Linked DNA regions of Mus musculus: region 2 is linked to region 1. The links are chromatin contacts, called in public Hi-C maps. All regions are on one chromosome and are shown on one strand. Each heading gives the region's core, a stretch centred on a gene start, on an enhancer-like site or on the middle of the called end of the contact. The rest is flanking DNA. Distances are from core to core; before and after follow the strand shown. Region 1 overlaps Gm38615 (a long non-coding RNA gene). Region 2 overlaps Adgrd1 (adhesion G protein-coupled receptor D1).

The links. Hi-C and Micro-C count contacts between places; a contact is called where the count stands out from the background.
Region 2: a Hi-C map of cortical neurons shows a contact between it and region 1, with 2.6 times the contacts expected there. The contact joins two enhancer-like sites. A contact is called at or near these places in 1 of 39 promoter capture datasets (hippocampal neurons), 21 of 484 Hi-C or Micro-C datasets (LSK cells, Sertoli cells, cerebral cortex and 10 more) and 9 of 115 datasets of contacts at active chromatin or transcription factors (acute myeloid leukemia, cardiomyocytes, embryonic stem cells and 3 more).

What each region holds. Positions count from the first base shown.
Region 1 is chr5:129,067,521-129,074,298 of GRCm38.p6, forward strand. Gm38615 (a long non-coding RNA gene) reads left to right here. Exons shown (of 3, transcript XR_868544.1): 2 at 250-302; 3 at 724-1,388. Among named protein-coding and RNA genes, the nearest start is that of Gm38615, 7.3 kb to the left of the region's middle. Within about 2 kb of position 4,596, at least 20 of the 459 cell types and tissues checked have an H3K27ac peak or open chromatin away from gene starts, as enhancers often do. A contact at or near this core is called in cortical neurons and forebrain, where this site is marked.
Region 2 is chr5:129,134,538-129,141,971 of GRCm38.p6, forward strand. It overlaps Adgrd1 (adhesion G protein-coupled receptor D1), which reads left to right. Exons shown (of 25, transcript NM_001347486.1): 9 at 2,398-2,457; 10 at 5,051-5,168; 11 at 6,197-6,307. Among named protein-coding and RNA genes, the nearest start is that of Gm46923, 22 kb to the left of the region's middle. Within about 2 kb of position 4,209, at least 25 of the 459 cell types and tissues checked have an H3K27ac peak or open chromatin away from gene starts, as enhancers often do. A contact at or near this core is called in cortical neurons and forebrain, where this site is marked.

The sequences.
Region 1 (6,778 bases), core at 3,346-5,845:
AGGAGCCCGGAGGGAGGACGGAAGAGAATTTATCTGACTCAACTGAGAGATGTTATTATCATCAAATATTTTCCCTAATTGCGAAAAAATTAAGGGGCCGAGGGATGCCAAGAAAATAAAGTACACATGCATCAGGCGTTGGCTTTTTTGGCATAGGAAATTTGCCTGTAATCACTTTTACAGAGATATAAAAGGAATTGCCTCCCCCAATGTGATCGCTTCAGCCTGGCTTTTTATCTGTTTCTTCAGAAACATCACATTTTGAAGGGAGTTGTATTAGCTGAAGATGGTGAATTTGTCTGGTAATTGCTTCCTATTATAAATCTAAGCAACGTTTAACACCACCCAGGAATGCAGAATTATCGGGAACGCTAAATGGAGAAAGGCTCTTTGGCTAAGTTTTGTTTTTTTTTTTTTCCTTGTTGAAAACAAGTGTTTTGGAGGGGGGGGGGTGTGGTGCGCGTGTTAAAGAACATCATTTTGTGGCGCTTAGCGAGACTGTGGGATGTGGGTGGCATGGTCCACAGATTCCTGCAGGGTGGTGACACTTGTGTTGGTCTGCAGGTATGCCCAGTCGCACTCACCATAGACAAGAATTACCTACCAAGGAGGGGAAGGAGTGTGGCTGCTCTGCTGTTTGTTGTATGGGTGACATTGGTGGGGAATCTTTGCTGGAGTCTGAATGTCCTTCCCCTTACTTTATGTTGAAATCCCTGTTCCCAGGACGATGGCATCAGGAGGTGATAAGGTCAAGAGGGCGAAGCCCTCGGGATTGGAATCCTGCTGGCTTCAAAGGGAGCTGCCTGCACCCCACCCCGCAGAAGGACCCATGGAGAGCTCACCATCCATCTACTGCTGACTTTCCTCATTGCCATGGCAAAGGATCAAACAGAAGCAACTTGAGGGAGGTGCTGCCTTTGTTGGCTCACGGTTTTCTGGGTTCAGTCTGATCTGGTGGAGAAAGCATGGCGGATGTCTGGAGCTAGTGGATAAACTTGTTCAGATCTTTGTGGATGGGGAAGCAGGGCTGAGTTCTATCCCTCCAGGGGGACCCAGTACTGCTAGGTACTAGACCCAGAGTCCCAAAGTTTTCCCAACCTTCCAAAGCAATACCTTCAATAGAGGAGCATGAGCCTGTGAGAGATTAAGCAAATCTTAACAGTGGGGAAGCAAAGGCTAAGTTTGTCAGAGCCTTGCCCTTGTACTTCCAGCCCCAGGTCTCTAGAGCAGTGACTCTATAGTTCATAAAGCTACCCAGCCTGTGATATTTTCAGATCACATCTCAGATGGACTAAGGCAATTTTTAACTAAACCCTATTTGTTGTGGTATTTCCAAACCCTCTTTGTAACCCTCCTGATACCAGCACATTTACAGGAACTAAAAACTGGACTCTAGAGCCTTGCTTTCTTTTTTCCCCCCTGCTTACATGTTTTCTGAACATCTGAATTTGCAATGTTGTAGAAACCAAAGGTTTTACACAAGATTAGAGTCTTTTAGCCTCCCTACAAAACTCAGAAATCTTGTGAAATAGGGTCCTTGGTTTCTCCTGGGCAGAAGACTGAAGGAGAGAGACAGGAAGACAGAAGGGAAGGAAGGCAAGGAGAGAGACAAAGTCAGAGAGAGAGAGAGAGAGAGAGAGAAAGGGGGGAGGTAGAGAGAATAAAAGAGGGGGCAAGACTAAAGGTAAGAGGGGGAGGTACATAAGGAGGGGAGGAGAGAGACAGAGTCAGAGAGAGGGGGAGAGAAGGAGGAAGGGAGAGAGAAAGAGGGAGAGAGGTGAAAGGAAAGAGGAGGGAGGAAGGAAGGGAAGGGGAGAGAGAGGTAAAAGGGAGAGGAGGGAGGCACGGAAGCGGGGGGGGGGTGGGGAGAGAGAGAGAGAGAGAGAGAGAGAGAGAATACTCATGGAGTCCCAACAGAGATGCCTAGTGTCCACACAGAATGGTCCAGAGTCCCCTCTGCCATTGCTTAATTCTTCCTCTCCCAGCTGACTGTGAGCTGGGCTGAGCACAGGTCCCTGCTGGGGTCCTAAGCTGTGGCTCACACGCCTGTGTTCTTTCCTCTGTTCCTGTCCATCATTCCATGTCTCTCAAAAGACTGGGAACTCTCTGGGCATATGAGCATCACTCTTATCCACGTCCCTTGTGCCATCCCTCAGAACCTCCATCCCCTGATGCTCCGTGCTGACTAGTGGCCGATTCTAACTAGGGGACAGCTGTGCCTTGCAAAATGCAGGGCTACTGGGCCCATTTCTTTAAAAAAACAAAAAAGTGATCTATTTATTTTTAGGAACATAATTACTTTGCCTGCATGTCTGTCTGTACTTGCATGCCAGAAGAGACATTCAGCACTCTGGAACTAGAATTACAGACAGTTGTGAATCACCATGCATGTACTTGGACTTGAACCCAGGACCTCTGGAATAGCAGTCTGCATGCCTAACCACTGAGCCAACTCTCCAGCTCCACTAATTTCTTCTTCAGTAGGGTGATAGATGCTTTTGGAGGGCAGTCTTCCTCCCAGGCAGGAGACAGTTACAGGAGCCGGAGACCTCAAACCAAACACGGGAAAGTGGAGCTCAGTGGGGGCGCGGGGGTGGGGTGAGCGAGACAAGCTCCGGGCTCCCATGCCAGGCATGGTGGCACTCGCCTTTAATCCCAGCACTTGGGAGGCAGAGGCAGGCAGATTTCTGAGTTCGAGGCTAGCCTGGTCTACAGAGTGAGTTCCAGGATAGCCAGGGCTGCACAGAGAAACCCTGTCTCGAAAAACAAAAAACAAAAAAACAAAAACAAACAAACAAACAAACAAAAAAGCTGCTGGCTTCCTATCTCTAAACTGATCAGGAAGAACCATAGTCTCTCTTGACAACAGCGAGGAGGAGACGTGGGATCTTGAGACACACAATGGGTAGGCAAGCCCCCTCCCTGCCCCTGACACACACACACACACACACACACACACACACACACACACACGCAACTATTGCTCAAATTCTGAAGTACTACTAGGTTTGAAAACCAAATTATGATCATATAGTAAAAACTACCCTGGGGCAGGGTGGCAGTGATGCATCCCTTTAACCCCAGCACTCAGGAGGCAGAGACAGACACGTATCTGTGAGTTTGAGGCCAGCCTGGTCTAGAAAGTGACTTCTAGGATAGCCAGGGCTAACACAGAGGAACCCTGACTAGAAACAAACAAATAAACAAATAAACACCCACAACCACCACCACCAGCAACAACCACCCTGGAAGCCAGAAGTCCTCATGCAAGTGTCAGAGCTGGGTAAGAGTGATCTTTGCAGCTCAAGCATGGTGGGGTCAGCTGTAAGTCATACATCGACACACGGGGCTGGAGGTCGTGGATGTCATTGCTCTCTCAGTTCTCCAAGTAATGTCTTCTTGGTTTCCATTTGCTTGGAATCTCCTCTGTACGCTCCGCATAGGTAAAACAAACAAGAACAGTGTGTTCTTTGTCTAAACAGCACTCTGCCACCGTCTGTGATAGCGGAGTTTTGTTTCTCGGGTCTCACGCCTGGGTGCTCTTTCCTCATTAGTACCTGGAGCATCTTACTTGAGTTTCCCTGGACCGGCAACGTCCAGAGGTCCTGAAGCCCTGCTTCCTGCCTCTCTGTGACAAGCCAGGGCTCCCTTCCGGGAAAACGATGTTTCTGCCCTGCATGGCTGGCTCTCTTTCCTGCATGGTCATTTGCCTGAACTCATCAATTGCTATTATTCTCTATCCTGCTTCTTGATAAGAGACGTGAAAACGGTCTCATTTTCTCTGTGGTGTTATCAGAAGACTGTCCTAATAACCTCTTTGTAGACAGACCGAGCATAGGGCTGAATTCAAGGCTTCAGACACCGTTTTCAGCAAGGCTGAGCGGAGCAACTGGGATAGCATCAACCAAGTCCCTGGATCCTGTAAACCTGCAGCTAGTTATCACTGGTCTTTTCCTCCCAGAGACCTACCATCTTCCTTAGCTCCTACAGCAATGGGTTTCAACCTTCCTAAGGCCACGACCCTTTAGTACAGTCCCTCCTGTTGTGGGCCCCTGTTGTAAAATTATCTTCATTGCTATTTTATAACTGTAATTTTTTTGTAGTGAATCATAACGTAAATCTCTGTGTTTCTTGAGGGTCTTAGGTGAATCTGTGAGAGGGTTGTTTGACTGCGACCCACAGGTTGAGAACCGATGTCCCACAGGGTCACAGCAACAGGGCCTCAGTGTCAGTGGCTGCCACCCTCTTTCTCTCCTCTTTACTCAATTCTGTTCTTTGTCATGATTTATTCCAGTCTTGCAAAATGCCCAGATCAGCCACACTCAGCCGGCAGTATAAATCATTACAGGTTTGTACCGCACCACTTACATGAATTGGTCCACGTCTGGCTTTGGTCACATGCAAGAAAATAACCCCCGTCTTCCCTGTGTAGCCCTGGTATAACCTACTTGGCTACATATTCCACAACCATTTTAACTCAAATGTACTGGAAAAATGACATATGGAGACGTTTGGCTGCCTTCTCAATGCATCTATGTTTCCTGGTCTGCGTTCATCGCCCTTGAATTCCTGCCAGGAGCTTGCTGCTTGCTGCCCGACCTCATCATACTCTCCCCTCAGAGAGAGAAGAGGGCGAAGAATCCTGCAAACCTTTCAAACGCCCACTGCGTGTCGATTCTGTTTTTCCATCCCATCCAGACTGTCATTTTCAAATTCTTTGAAAATCCTTCGACTTTTAGTGAAGCAAATGAGAGCCTCGCTCTTGCCCACTTAATGAACCTACTGCTGGGCGCATCAGCCACCGATTTCCATGCCTTGTGAGTGGAGCCAGGGAGCAGGGGTATGGTAGAGGGGCCCCAGGCAGGGTGGGATGTGAGGGTTTCTTTTGTGGGGTTAAAGAGCCCCACATTCTCTTTAGAGGAGGATGCTCTGAGCTCGGGAACATTTCCAATGACTTTGAATTGTTGCACATGAGAACACGTCACAAAAAGAAAATAAAAAAAAATTCATGAGACTGTAGCTCAAATATGTCTCTCTGAGACATGTCTGTGGGAACAGAGTGGAAATGGAGCCCAGGCTGTGTGTGGCTTTGTGTGTTTGGCACGCCAGGCTCCAGCACCAAGGTAATAGAAAACGTTGCAATGTACGCCTTTTATTTTATTATTATTTTTGAATGTTTGGATGTGTGCAGTGTATGATATCATGGTCAAGAGCTTGCCTTGGAAGCTGGGTCTGTGGACACTGCTTGGTAATCCCAGCTATGGGGAGTGGGAGGAGAGGGTGTGGCCAAGGTAGGAAGATTATAAATTCAAGGCCTGTCTAGACCACTTAGTGAGCCACTGTTTTAAGAATTCCTTCCTGAGGTAGGAGTAGGAGGGTCAGGGACAAAAGATCCCAACAACAAACCCAAGTGTGATCTCACCAAAGCGCACCCTGGGGGAGCTATTGCGTATATTGAGCTTACAGAACAGGGGGTAAAGGGTTGCTAGTGAGATTGTGAGGGACCCCCCACCCCTCACCCCTGCCACACTGGAAAGTCTTCCTCCAGCATGGGTAATAGCTTCCCTATAGCTACAGAGATGGAGACCCCCTTCTATTGCCTTTTCCAGCCAGGGTACTCTACCCCTCCTGAGACCCTGAGGCTACATGCAGTTAGGGAATGAATACCCAAAAGACTAGGAGAAGCAGCAGGTTCAGGACGATCCCATGAGCCTCAACCCTTCTCCTTCTCTGAGAGAACAATGATAATCAACAAGACCCACTGTGATGGTCTCTTGCAAGAAGGCACAGCTGATCTGTTGAACATAGTGGGTGTTTTGCTAAGAGGATAGGGCTCTACAATACCCTATCTAAAAATAAAAAGTAAAAAGGCCGCACCCTGACCTAAGCCAACATACCAATACCCTTGGGGTATGGGGGAAACCTTCAAAGTCAAACTGAGCTAGAATTTGCTTTTGTGATCATTAGCTACCCTTATTTCCTTACCTGTCTGGGCTCAGTCTTCCTCCCATAAAGGTGTGTACACGCCCAGTCATGTGATCTTTGGCCTTGGCAATGGAGATGGAGGTGAGGTCGGGGAAGGCTGTGGGAATAAAGAGGCGTGCACTGTGCATAAGAGGTTGTGGCTGTACGGGAGGGGTGCCAGGCTCCTCCTATTGACAGTGCAGTGTTGACACTCTGGCATCTACTGGCGACTCTACAGATGAAACCTCCCAGAGCCACCGGAAAGCAGGCTTGCCACTCAAGCTCTCAAAAGGGTCCCCATTTGGAGTCTCCTGCCTTAATTTCCAGAGTGAGCTGGGATTTCATCGCCCCCCTGCCTCCTCCTGGCCGTAGTGTGGCTTTAAGGCTATTTTCCCACTGAAGGGAAAGCGAGATTGGTTATGGGCACAGTAATAATTCTGAGCAAGGGCCATGGGCAAGGCAATTTCTCCCATTTATTCACTGGCTGTTTTTGCAGGTCTATATGAGATGCGTGTCCCTCAGTACAGTACCTGCCAATCTGCTTTGCTAGTTGGTAATCAATAGTTCATTTCTTTCTTTCTCTCCCTCTCTCTCTCTCTCTCTCTCCATAAACACCCCCGCCCACATCCCACATCCTCACAGACATGTATATTCCATAAGCACAGACAAACATGCACACATGTGCATAGACACAGGAACTCCCCCATTCGCACCACACACAGAGACAGACACACCATACACACACACACACACACACACACACACACACACACACACACATGCACACAGACATAGACACACCCTCCCATGTATA
Region 2 (7,434 bases), core at 2,959-5,458, 67 kb after region 1:
CTCACTTATGCCCAGTCTAGCCTGCTTCTGCATAATGTGGTGGAGTTGAAGGTCTAACCTGACAATCTGAAGCCCTAATTTTGTGGCTTTTTAGGAAAAATCTTGGGGGCTGCAGATGTGGCTCATTTGGAAGAGTGCTTATCCAGCAGGCATGAAGTCCTGGGTTTGATCCCCAGCCCCGCACAGACCGAGGGTGGTGGTGCACACCTGTAACCCCAGCACTTGGGAGGCAGAGAGAGGAGGATCAGAAGTTCAAGGCCATCCTTGGCCTCAGTCATTCTATGTACAGTGAATTTGAGGCCAGCCTGGGCTGTATGAGACTTTATGGAAGAGGAAGAGGAAGAAAGGAAGGAGAAAGAGGTGGGGAGGAGGAGGAAGAAGAGGAGGGGGAATAGGAGGAGGAGAAGGGGAGGGGAGGAGGAAGAAAAGAAGGAAAAGGGAAAGGAGGAGGGAGAGGGAGGAGGGGAGGGCAAGAGGGAGGAGGGAGAGTGAGGAGGAGGGAGAGGAAAAGGCTTAGGAATAAGGAATAAAAGAAAATGCTTGCCAGTCTGCTCAGGGAGAGAAAGCATGAACATTTTGCAGTCATTAGTTAAGCCCTCGCACTTTAGAGTATTAATAAACAGCTGTGGAATGAAGATGAATGGGAGAAGGGAGCTTTGATAATGCATTCTGCACATACTTAGTGTCTTGGTGGAGGAGGGATAGGATTTTGTTGGCTGTGGCTGCCTCATGGTTCTCAACCTGTGGGTCTCGGCCCCTTCGGCAACTCTCTCTCTCTCTCTCTCTCTCTCTCTCCCTCTCTCTCTCTCCAAAAAATGCTTCCGTTACGATTCACAACAGTAGCAAAATGACAGGTATGAGGTAGTGACGAAAATAATGGTATGGCTATGGATCACCACAGCAGGAGGGACTGTATTCAAGGGTGGAAACACTAGAAAGGTTGAGAACCACTGGGTAGAGGAAACAGAGGAGAGGGAGTTTGCCTTCAAGTTTGAGTCTGGGTTCTGTAAAGACAGACAGATAAGGCGTCGTGCAGTAGGGAGGGGTGGGGTTTGAGACAAACTTCACTGAAGTAGCTACCCTGCTCAGCTTTGCTCAGAGGTTGCATGGAATGCTGTCATGCTATGGGATGCTGCCATGCTATGGGATGCTGTCATGCTATGGGATGCTGCCATGCTATGGGATGCTGTCATGCTATGGGATGCTGCCATGCTATGGGATGCTGCCATGCTATGGGATGCTGCCATGCTATGGGATGCTGCCATGCTATGGGATGCTGCCATGCTATGGGATGCTGCCATGCTATGTGGTGTGCTAACTAATGCTTTCCCCCCAAAGGACATGGGAAAACCAGTTTTCACTTATCTCTTCTTATTTGAAAATGCTAAAATTTGATTTTATTGTTTTGGAACATGAATGAGTTAAACCAAGTTTTACAGTGACTGACTGAGGGGGCATAAGTTGCTTCTGCTTTGTTGAGGTGATTTCCAGCTGGCATTAGTGTCAGGTTTCGTGAATGTGATAATTCACTCATTCTATCACTCATCAATCTATCTGTCTATAAATCCATCTACCTATCAATTCACCCAGTCATCCATCCATCTATCCATTTAGCCACTCATCCATCCATTTAACCATCCACTCATGCACTCATTTACCCATTCATTCATTCATTCATTCATTCATTCATTCACCCATACTTCTATCCATCTATCTAGCCATCTAGCCACTCATCCATTTACCCATCCATATATGTATCCATTTATCCATCCATTCATCTATCTATCCTCCATCCATCCATCCATCCATCCATCCATCCATCCATCCACTCATCCATCCATTCAATGATGGGACATGCTAGAAGCTGTCACTTGTGATGTCCACATCCTGATCACCGACTATACAAGGTTGCCACAGAAACAAAAGAGACAGCATCCATAAGATATAGCCCAAGGCTGGGGAGATAACTCAGTGATTAAAGCATTTGACCCACAACCCTGAAGATCTGAGCTCAGATCCCCAGAATCCATATAGTGCTGAAACCTGCATATGATTCCAGTCTCAGAAGGCAGAGACAGGATTTAGCCATAATGGCCAGCTCTGAGATTAGTTGAGAGATCTCAATGGATAAGGTGGATGAGCAACTCAGGGTGATCACTGACATCATCCTTGGACTTCCCAAGCACTCACACACACTAATATGAAAGTGTGCTCGTGTAAACATTACACACATACACAGATGGACACACACCACAAGTACAAGCCATCATTGCCTGCCACTGTGCGCGACACCAACGGCCAGCTGAGGAGATGTGGGAAGATGGGGAAGGAGACTGATAGGTTCAGACGTGAGACTGGAGGGTCTATGCTAAGCAGTGTTGTTCTGTTTACCTTTAGACCTTCTTAAGAACGGTGGGTGAGGTCCTCCTACTGCCCAGCTGGACCCATGAATCAGAGGTAAGGAAGAGGACGCTTTGGCCTTTAGCATGTGTGTGCTGCATTTTGGCTGTCTTTCTGCAGTGGCACCCCATGGCCCTAACTATCCCCAAGAAGAATGAAGCCTTTCTCGGTCCTGATGCCTGAGACACTGAAGTTCATTTCCCTTGGGCATGAAATGCACCCCGGGGTGGGGTGGGGACCCAGGGACCCTCGGTCCTGTGCCACTGCCTCTGCCTCTGGGTAAGGGAACAGCTTTTCCCGAAGGCTGACCTTTGTCTGTCATTTCACACAGCATTGTATTTTTTTTTTATTCTGCATTCTTGAATAGCAAGAGCCATATTTGGCATTTTAAGATCAGCGGATTGAGTGCGAGACGGCAGAGCTCAAAAGTGTGCTTCATGATTAAAGAGAAAATGAAAGGCTTTTGTCCCCCTGCACTCAAAATTTGAGAAGCAGAGCAGAGTGCTTTTCCTTGATTCCCAACCATCTTATTGATATTACTTCTTTAAAACATGAGCAGAGTCAATGAATAGTTGCAGTGATAAAAATACCTAAGATAAGAATCACCAGGGACTTTCAGGCAAAGCGTGACGGTGAGCAGCCTCATATAACCCCACAGTCTGGTCCACAGCCCGCTCACGCACATACATTCTACAGACATCTGCTAGAACCTGCTTTTCTGTAATTTTATCAAGAACTTTTGCCAAGATGGGGTTGAAGAGAGAGCTCACAAGTATGCAAAAATGGAGTTCAGATCCCAGGCGTCCACACAAATGCTGGGCAGCCATGCCACCTTCCTCATAACTCCAACCTGAGAAGGCAGGGAGGAGGGGATCCCCGAGGCAAGATAGCTAGCTAGCTATATAGGTTTGACTGAGAGCCCCCCCATCTCAATGAGTACAGTGGAAAAATGATTTAAGCCGATTTCATCATGAACTTTAGGCCCCACATGTACGCATGTGCGTGTGTGCATATATACCTGTACAAGCAAAAACATGCACACACGTACATACCACACACCCACACAAAATAGGAAAGAGTGGGGAAAAGAACATGCTACAGTAACAACAGACCCACCTCACAGTGACTTAGTAGAGTGGGTATTGGCCTCTCTAGTAGTCAGTCTATGCAGTGATTTAGAGATCTCACACTCCGCCTAGGTTTCGTGCCACACATGGCTCTAGGGGTGCATTGAGAGAGAGAGAGTATGAAGGCTCCAAGTGCCCTGGAGGGCCCTGATGCACCAACATGCCCACGTGCTCCCTCTCCTGAGCCCTCCTCATTTCGAACATTTAAAGCTTTTCCACCAGGTGCAGAGGCAGAAGAGACAGCCAATTCTCACCTAATTAATAAGATGGCGGCAAGGGCTTGCAGTGCCGCGAGCCCTTTATTGAACAGCTTCGTGTGAAATTAGACCGTATAACATTGGCAAATGGGAAGGAGAGGGGATCAAGAATGTTAAAGTGGCGGTCTAACATAGAAATACATTCCCTTTCAAGAAGCATAGACCTCCAGAGATAGGTTTCCAGGGGACTCTGTGTACAAGCTGCAGTCTGAAATGCGGGGAAGATAGCCAGTAGGGACAGCCAGCCGAGGGACGGCAGCCAGTGGAGGCCTTGGACCAACAGATTTTCTTCATTGATTTAAATGAACTTTCTTTGAATGTAAAATATGCAAATCTGCTGCAAAAATATGAATAATTACGAAACAATCCCGGTTTAGGCAAGCTTATGAGCATTGAAGGGAAGGGTGCTCACGAATCGCTGCTCCTCGCAGAACCGGGTGCCAAAGACACAGACGCTCTGATTGGAATCAGACCACGGGGCCTAAGAGACAATGTCTAAAATTGGCCTGGGCGTCTGGTTCCGCCTCAGTGGGTCCTCCTGGAGCGTTTGGGAGAGGTTGCCGAGAGCTCAGCTGCGACAGATGCTGTCTAAGAAAGGATATGAAGGGGATGGGAGGGCGAGACAGAACTGGGCAAGGGGCCTGAGAGAACTCGGCTGCCTTGCTGAGGTCCAAAAGAGTCAGGCCGAGCTGGACATAAACCCTGTCTGTGAAGCTAAGAGGGCCCTGTTTTCCTGTGGGCAGAATCCAGTGGTGTCCTTGCCACCTTAAAGATGCCGAATAGGTAAAGAGGACTATGGACGAGGAGTCAAAGAGGCCAGAGGGAATTGGGGAGGCTGGTACCTTTAAAGAGGCTGCCACTTCATTGAGGGCAGAAAAGAATCCCTGATGTCCTCACGCCTCAGGGGACTCAAGGCCACTATCTGTAAGACGGAGGCATAAGCAGACCTGAGATTTGCCCCAGTCCTTAGTGTCTTCGTAGCAGAGCTACGAACAGGTGTCTGAGCTCTCTGGTCACTCAGAAGTTAGTGCTATGTATGACATTGGGTGAGCTTTGACTTGTGCATCCTGTGCTCCAAGAACTCATCGGGTCAGGTCACCGCCCCGACCCCAGGCTTCGAAGTGGGGCAGCTGGGTGATTTTTTTTCTTTCCGATAGCTGTCACGGGTGGAAGGGGGGGGGGAAGTGAAGCTCTGAGCTCTTTATGTGTTCATCTCATGATGCTGAGGAGGTGGTCCTCAGAGTTTCAAGTCTGTGTTCCTTGCAGGACAACGCCATGACGCTGGGCCTGGTTGACACCATCGATACCGTCATGGGCCACATATCATCCAACCTACAGTCCAGAGAACCCCATGTCACCCTCACAGGCTCGTCCTCCACGGCAGGTAGCCATTATCAGGTTGGGAGGCAGTGGGGAGTTGTGGGAGAAAGAGTGTTGGATGCGCAGGTCATTGGTCTTTACACAGCAGCTGAGATGGAGCACCATTTTCTGAGCTCCAGCACCTTGTGCAAAAATCCCAGTTTGGAAGGAAGCCCTGTTAGAATTAGATTAGAAGTGCTGGGTCGTGGCATGCACACGTGACTGGGTAAGCAGTCACGACAGTGTGTGTGTGTGTATGTGTGTGTGTGTGTAAGATGACAGTCATCTGGGCTTAAACAGAATGGGAATTGGAACTCTTTGAGCCTCTGGGTCCTTAAATATCCAGTGGGATGCTCTCTGCCTTGGAGATGTGGAAGTGGGTGAAGAGAGCCAGGGGAGGAAGAGTCAAGGAGTACAGAATGCAAGTCTGGATGAATGCCAGAATGGGACATTAGAGGAAGCAGCCTGGTGTTCCCAGGATGTGTCAGAGGTCCCACGGACCCCTGTGTTCTTCGCTTTGAACTTCTGTCTCAGGACACTTCAGTGCAGAGGTACCATACAGCTTCCTATCATGGCTTAGGAGCTCATCTGCCCCAAGAAGCAGCCTTTGGGGCAGCCTGTCTGCCAAGGCACTCCCTCCACACTCGTGGTTTCATTTTCTCTTTTCTGATGGCGTCCCCCAGAGCTTAGATAGCGATATGGCTATCTAATATAGCAACCATTGCTATGATGGGGTCTGGCATCATTGCTACCATGAGGTTGGATACTTAGAGCTAGAGGTCTGTAAAGGGGTGGGGTCCCTCCAGCCAGGAATTCTCCTCCTAACTCACATGCATGCAGATGTGCACGTGTGTGCACACATGCATGTGTGTGTGTGCGCACGTGTGTATGTACACATGTGTGTTCTGGGTCACCCTTTCTAGAGGCGATTCCTCTCTCCTAGATGTTGGTTAGGTAGAGGAAATGAAGGGTGGTGGCACACAGGGTCTTCAGCCTGTTTCCCACAGCAGGTGAGCCTGCTGACCCCATTCACTGTGTCTTCTTCTCCTTCAGAATTCACTGTGGCCAAGGTCCTCCCACCAGCGCTCAGTGCTCCCCACTATAGATTCCCAGCCCATGGGCATAGCTACATTGAAATTCCGAGAGAGGCCCTTCACAGCCAAGGTGAGTGGATCTGGTTCCTCAGGCCCTCAGGTGCTGCAGCCTGGGTGGCTGTCCCTCTGTGGGAGGGTGGGAGTTGGATGCTCCTAGAGAGGACTCGGATGCAAAGCATACCATACCACCTCATTCCACAATACACACTAGACCATCGATGGAGCTGGGACTTAGAGTGGAGCTTGAGAAAAATCCACATTGCTGTGAGTCTGGCCCACCACATAGGATACTGTGTGTCCCCAAATCTGCCCAGCTCCTGGTTAGTCGAATATGACTAGAGGTGGCACCTCTCCTCTTGCCCAAGGTAGCTATGGATAGATATGTCTGTAGAGAGGACCCAGAAACTATCCCAGGACAGGTTCAGATCAAGTCTCATTATGAGTAAGTAACCAAGGATACCTGGTTACACAGGCGCACTCTGGAGCCCAGGCAGCTCTGACCACATCTGGCTGACATCTATGTGGATCCTTCCATCTTGGGTCCACTCACAGTTGAGGATTATTGTGGTTTCTCTCCCTAGGGGCCCAGACAGAGACCCAGCCCTGCTACCCAGCCCTGCAAGGATACATTTTAGGGGGGGGGTGTTGGAGACAGGGTTTTTCTGTGTAGCCCTGGCTGTCCTGGAACTCACTCTGTAGACCAGGCTGGTCTCGAACTTAGAAATCTACCTGCCTCTACCTCCCAAGTGCTGGGATTAAAGGCGTGCACCACCACTGCTCGGCACAAGGATACTTTTTTTTTTTTGTCTGGAGGACAGGCACTCATGACTTCAATCTCCTCTGGGCAAAGACAGCATTTTCTGCTCTCAAGAGAGAAGTACCATCTAGCCTTGCATAGCGTCTGATCCTCCCAGGTTCCAATGCAGGACAGATTGGCAATAACCCAATCTTCAAGAATGGCCAGAATCCATGTTCTCAACACTTACTGTCAAGCAAGCCAAACTCTGGTTAAAACCCTAGTTTAGCCCACCAATGGCTGTGTGGCCCTGGGCAGGTTTCTGACCATATCTATGCCAGGCCAACAACAATACCCGCTTCATGGTATTGTTACAGAACTTACAAGGCAAAGTGTATATCAGTCACTATGCATGGCATGTAGTGAGTCCCAAATTGATGGCAAAAGAGCTCACAAAATCA